2 separate regions of the Mus musculus genome follow, and region 1 is linked to region 2. A link is a contact called in public HiChIP or PLAC-seq data. All regions are on one chromosome and are shown on one strand. Each heading gives the region's core, a stretch centred on a gene start, on an enhancer-like site or on the middle of the called end of the contact. The rest is flanking DNA. Distances are from core to core; before and after follow the strand shown.

Region 1 (2,815 bases), core at 61-2,560, 720 kb before region 2:
CCAGGCTGGCCTAGAACTTAAGAGATCTGCCTGCCTCTGCCTCCCAGATGCTGGGATTAAAAGCGTGTACCACCGCTGCCCAGCTTCCCAGAAGTTTTTATTGTCCCCCTTTTACAGGTGAGCAATCTGAAGATGGCACACTCTGTGATCCTAGTTATGTTGGTGGCTAAGGAAGAGGATCATGAGTTTGAAGCCAGTCTAGACAGCTGGGCAAGACACTATCTGAACATAAAAAGCAAAGGGGCTTGGGGGCTGCCTGTCTAGGGTGCATAAAACCTTGGGTTCTATCCCCAATATTAAAAAACTGGGTGTGGTGGTCTCTGCTTGTAATCCTAGGGCTCTAGTTGGTAGAGGCAGGAGGATCAGAAGTGTAGGCATAGCAGTCATTCTCAGCTCAAGGACCAGTTTGAAGCCAGCCTGGGATATACAAGATCCTCCCTTTAAAAAAAAAGACAAAGGCAAAAAGGGCTGGGCATAGTTCAGTGATAGCAGACTTCCCTAGCACATGCAAGGTCCTGAATTTACGGAGGACATCAGGGAGAAGAGATGACCAAGTTTCAGTGGTTAAGTAACTACCTCAAGGTCACACAGCCATATTGACTTGACACTGGTGGGAGCTGGGACTTGACTAAGAAGTCACTGAGTTAAACGGCTCTGTCAGTCTGCAACTCCACTCTGGTTTGTCCAGATCTGGCAAATCTGGACTTCCACCCTGGGTATAAGGTGATAATAGCCCGGGTGGCTCTGTGTAGAGGGACAGAAAGGCGGAGGGGCAGAGAGGGCAGTCTCAAAACAAGGAAGCTCTTGATCTTATCAACACAGACATTCTCATCTTCAAATGCACTTGGCAAGAAACTTCTCCAAACAGGTTTTAGTGGCCTTCAAATCTCTGCAGTGACCAGTAACAGGAGGCTTTGGAGAGGGGCGGTGGGGGGGGGGGGAATCTATTCTGAAGTGGAATGTATATACCAAACTCTCCATGTGCTCCAGTGCCTGGAGAAAGCGGGATCTAGTAGATGAGTCAGCGTTGCAAATTAGCATGCCTGACACCAGCCCTGGCAGGCAGTGTGTGTGTCTGCTCACAGTATCCTGAGCCTTCTCTAGGGAATCTATGCAGTCTGCCCTACTCCTCTAGGGAAGATCTGGCATAGTTCTCCAGGGATCAGCCAGTATACCTCCTTAATTTCCAAGAACAAGACTGGCCCTTGTGAATGACTCATACAGCTCACCTGCAAACAGCCCCTGAGCCCCTGTGCTGTGGTGGCAGTGACTCAGTGCTCACAGGCTGTGGAGGATAATCACCACACTCAGCTGACTAATGGCCATGTGGTGTGTGTGCCCAGGAACATGATGAGGGCTAGAGGGCAGGGGAGGAAGGCTAGCACAGCCACCATGACCAGTTAGAAAAGCATCCTCCTTCCAAGGGTTACAGACTTGTCTGGTGCTAGAGATGAACCCCATCTTCTGTTGGGTCTGGAGGCTGAGAGTTGACGGCACCAGCTTCCTAGGAGCACCCTTCTGAGAACCAGACTGTTCTGTTCTCTGAGAGAAGATTCACCCCTGGATCTCGCTAATTCTGATCTCACATCTTTCTCTTCTACAGAGTAACAGTAGCCCTGGGTTTGTGTTTATCCCACCTGGAGCACACACATGCCATTCAGAAACACTGTCTGTCCTGGGGACCAGCCTCTGGGAGATGGTCACTCTGCTCTAGATGCTGTGGGCTGAGGGATCCTATTCTTAATACCCTCTCTCTCTTCCTTGATGAAGGGGCCATGTGGCTGACTCGGCAGCAGGCAGAGACTCCTTATGTGCGCTCTCAGAGAGACTGCTGAGGTCTATAGCAATGTTTACAGAAGATAACCTGAGCTGTATGTCCCCCAGGGAGGCCTTTTCAGGTTAAAATATGGGGTAGTTCTAACCATCCTTATACTCTACCCTGGGGGTTCCTAAAAGAATCCACCAAGGTCCACAGTCCTTTCAGGAACATGGGTGAAGTTGCCACCAGACCTGAGGATGTTCCGTGGGCATGAGACTGTAGGTTCATTGAATAGTTCTCTCAAGGGGGTGATCTCCATCACCATTGCCATGTTCACAAAGGCCCGTGGAACCTGCCGAAACAGAATCAGTCACCAAGATAATATGGTAAGATGGCATTGGCTTCTTGCTTCCCACATGGGGGCTAGAGCTCAGAGTTTGTGACTTCCTCCTGGCCCCACCCACTTCCTTCCTCTCTTATTTCTGCTCTCCGAGGATGCTAGAGCATACATGCAGGTGTCTGTCAAGTAGCTCTCAGAACTGCTGGGAGGCCTCCGGGGTCACAGACAACAGCTCTGATGGAGCAACTCAGAGGCCTGTGTGGTCTAACCTCCGTACCTCTGCATGGAGGATGTCCAGGGCGTTCTTGATGTTGTCTATGAAGTTTTGGGGAGAAAAGCGAGTCTGTGGGCAGAGGAAGAATCTCATGAGCCCCGTGCATCCCCCATCTCCTCCCTATGAGCAGGACTGCTTCCTGGCTTGGCTTCTCCTCTTTCTATATTTTAATCAGAGTTGGCAATAGTGAATCTTTGGGGGTGGGGGTCCTAGCTACAATGCTTGCATTCATCATGACCCTCAGGAAAGAGTCTTTCCTTTTGCCTAGAGCCGGGGGGGGGGGGGGGACAATGACGACTCTGAATTGATTTAGTATTGATAGCCTTAGATATCCCGTATAGCTCCTCTGAAACGGGGCTACTAAAGCGGATGACCTCAAGATCTGGTTCTACTACCTGCCCTCTTCTGAGTCTCAGACGCATCAATCACTTCTAAGTGCCTC
Region 2 (2,700 bases), core at 119-2,618:
ATTTTCAGATATGTAAGAACTCAAAAGATTTTACCTCCCACGCACCTTTTCTTAGGACTATAGTAAAAGATATGATTCAGTGAAATGGAAGGCTAAGCCAAGACAAGAAACAAGGGCACTCTAAAAGTCTGAGGAGGAATCCGGAGGGTGCTGCTGATTACACGGCGTCCTGTGATGACACCTGAGCCCCAGGTGCAGAGAGGAGCCCATCCAACTTGGATCAGGATGACAGTCGGTCCAGGAGGCCTCCAGTAGTGGGTGTGCATGGGGCGGGGTGGTGATAGATTACCAGATGATACAAGGGGCCATTCAGGAAAAACTGTCCTCGACAGTTAAGGCATACACATGGGAAATATTCGCAACAGCTACTTCTGAGTTAAGCAAAAGAAAAGCCGATAGTTAGCTCAGGAGACAAGGTAGTTGATAGTAGTTGGAGGGGATGTAATTAAAGAGCACCACTGTTCAGTAGTGGCCATGTTATGTGCAGAGTGAAGACAACATAAGCATTGAGTTTGTTTAATTAAATGTGTACTACACTTCTATGGGAATATATGGAAGGGGGAACTAAAACTCCAGGTATCGAATAGGCATCAATAGATGGTATCTATGTCGGTCCCCTGTCTTGTTACTATGGTGGAAGGCCTGCTGAAAGCCAGGTGGAAGGGTTTATTATGGCTCTCAGTTTAAAGTACAGTCTGTCATGGTAGGGAAATCATGGGAGCAGGAGCCTGAGGTGCTGGTCTTGTTACATCAGCTATCAGGAAGCAGAGAGGAATGAATGCAGTGCCCGGGTCCACTTCTGGACCGCAGTCACGGATGGCTCTGTTCACAGTTAATGGAGAGGTTTGTCTTCTAGGTGAGTCTATACCCGGTCAGGCTGAGAGCTGCCATCAGCATCATTCTGACCCTCTGATGACTTTTGGGAATTTTAGAAACAAATCAGTGCGGATGGGTAGCTGCTCAGAACTCTCCCGACATCTGGGGGTGTCGGTCAGAGCAGGGCTGGGTAGCTGAGCACGGAAGACTATGGGAACAGTCGATAGCACGAGCCCTGCCCTCCTAGGCTCCCACCAACAGCTCCAAGCTCAGTTTGTGCTCAGGTGACCCTGAAAAGGGCCCTGGAGTGTGAGTGACAGCTTCATGGGATAGAGCGCTGCATCCTGTGGGGAAGGCAGGGAGAAAGGAAAGGGGGTCTTAGGGGGAGGGGACAGTGCAGGAGGGCAGAGGCACAACAGATGAGGCTAAATTAATTTTGGAAACCATTAAATCTTTGAAAAGAGAGCGTGTTTTCGGCAGGGACAGTGAATCACTGTGATTTGCAGAAACAGGCACGAGGCAATTAGCCATCTGGATGCTGCGGCTTCCAGCCTCCCAGCGGAAACTTCAAGCAAGCGGAAGGCTGGTCATTACACAGCCCAGGCCCAGCACTCCATCATCTACAGATAACTTTCTGCTTCCAGCCGCTAGAAGTCCAAAGGCTTGGGATAAAGGGCAACTTGGCATGAGACGCAGAAAATGTGCAGGAAAGGCTACAAAAGCCGCAGGGAGTCCCACTGCTTCCCTCTTCCTGTGTGTACCCCTCAGACTTCGTTATGAACAAGTGTACAGTTCACTCAACTGAGAAGCACTTAATACTCGCCTACCACTCTCCTCCAGGGTCTCTGATCGTCCGCACGTTGTGTCATTAGTCCTCGTGACATACATTTAAGGTATTCCACCCACGACACATCCTAAGAGTTCTGCACTCACCAATCTTGCTTAAGCAAGAATATTATCTTATTATTTTATGGTTATTTATTTATTCTGAGACAGTCTGACTTTGTAGCCCAGGCTGAGGTGATTCTCTGCTTCAGCTCCTCATGTGCTGGGATTTTAGGTGTGAGCCAGCACACCTCTGATTTGTTTTCATCAATGAGGAAATAAAAACAAAGGAAAGGTGACGTTGAACCAGAGGTGTAGCTCAGTTGGCAGAGTGCTCGCCTAGCATGCAGTGTCCCGGGTTTGAGCTCCAGTGCTGCATCAACAGGGTGTGATAGTGCATACCTGCGATCCTCACACCCTGGAAGTAGAGACAGGAAGGAGGATGAAAAGTCTAACATCATTCTCAGCCACAAAGGCAGCCCAAGCCTGGACTACAGAAACCCTGCCTCAAAAATCAACAAAAGATGAAGTAAAGTTGTTCAAGTTTTGAGGCAATTGTGCAATTCCGTGCCTCCCCTGTATGAGCACCCGTGAACTGTGTGGCTCACAAGGCTGGAGAACCACAGGCTACATGAAGATAAGAGTTTCTATAAACTGTAAAGAGAGGTTGGAGCTTAGGGGCTAAGAGCACTGGCTGCTCTTCTAGAGGACCTGGGTTCGATTTCCAGCACCCACAGGAGGACCAACTACCATCTCTAACTCCAAATCAGGGGATCTGCCGCCCTCTCCTGGCCTCCACGAGCACTGCATGTAGGCAAAACATCCACAGAAATTAAATAAAAGGGCTGGCGAGATGGCTCAGTTGTTAAGAGTGCCGACTGCTCTTCCAAAGGTCCTGAGTTCAAATCCCAGCAACCACATGGTGGCTCACAACCATCCGTAACGAAATCTGATGCCCTCTTCTGGAATATATAACTCCTTTCTTGTATTTTTGAGATTATAATACACCTCTTACTCCCTCCAAAACCTTTCTTACTCTATTTCAAACTCACGGTCTCT

Evidence for each region. HiChIP or PLAC-seq counts read pairs in DNA pulled down with a chosen protein or histone mark.
Region 1: a contact with region 2 is called in an H3K27ac HiChIP or PLAC-seq map of VIP interneurons, with 15 times the contacts expected there. The contact joins two enhancer-like sites. A contact is called at or near these places in 10 of 39 promoter capture datasets (3T3-L1-derived adipocytes, the C10 cell line, the HPC-7 cell line and 6 more), 1 of 15 datasets of contacts at CTCF or cohesin (embryonic stem cells), 11 of 484 Hi-C or Micro-C datasets (DN3 thymocytes, the N1E-115 cell line, cardiomyocytes and 4 more), 11 of 115 datasets of contacts at active chromatin or transcription factors (T-cell acute lymphoblastic leukemia, VIP interneurons, acute myeloid leukemia and 6 more) and 1 of 9 other capture datasets (embryonic stem cells).

What each region holds. Positions count from the first base shown.
Region 1 is chr5:32,313,291-32,316,105 of GRCm38.p6, reverse strand. It overlaps Plb1 (phospholipase B1), which reads right to left. Exons shown (of 59, transcript NM_001081407.1): 25 at 2,377-2,442; 26 at 2,011-2,111. Among named protein-coding and RNA genes, the nearest start is that of Gm36840, 40 kb to the left of the region's middle. Within about 2 kb of position 1,310, at least 101 of the 459 cell types and tissues checked have an H3K27ac peak or open chromatin away from gene starts, as enhancers often do. A contact at or near this core is called in the N1E-115 cell line and VIP interneurons, where this site is marked.
Region 2 is chr5:31,588,594-31,591,293 of GRCm38.p6, reverse strand. No RefSeq gene overlaps it. Among named protein-coding and RNA genes, the nearest start is that of Gm38424, 7.0 kb to the left of the region's middle. Within about 2 kb of position 1,368, at least 21 of the 459 cell types and tissues checked have an H3K27ac peak or open chromatin away from gene starts, as enhancers often do. A contact at or near this core is called in the N1E-115 cell line and VIP interneurons, where this site is marked.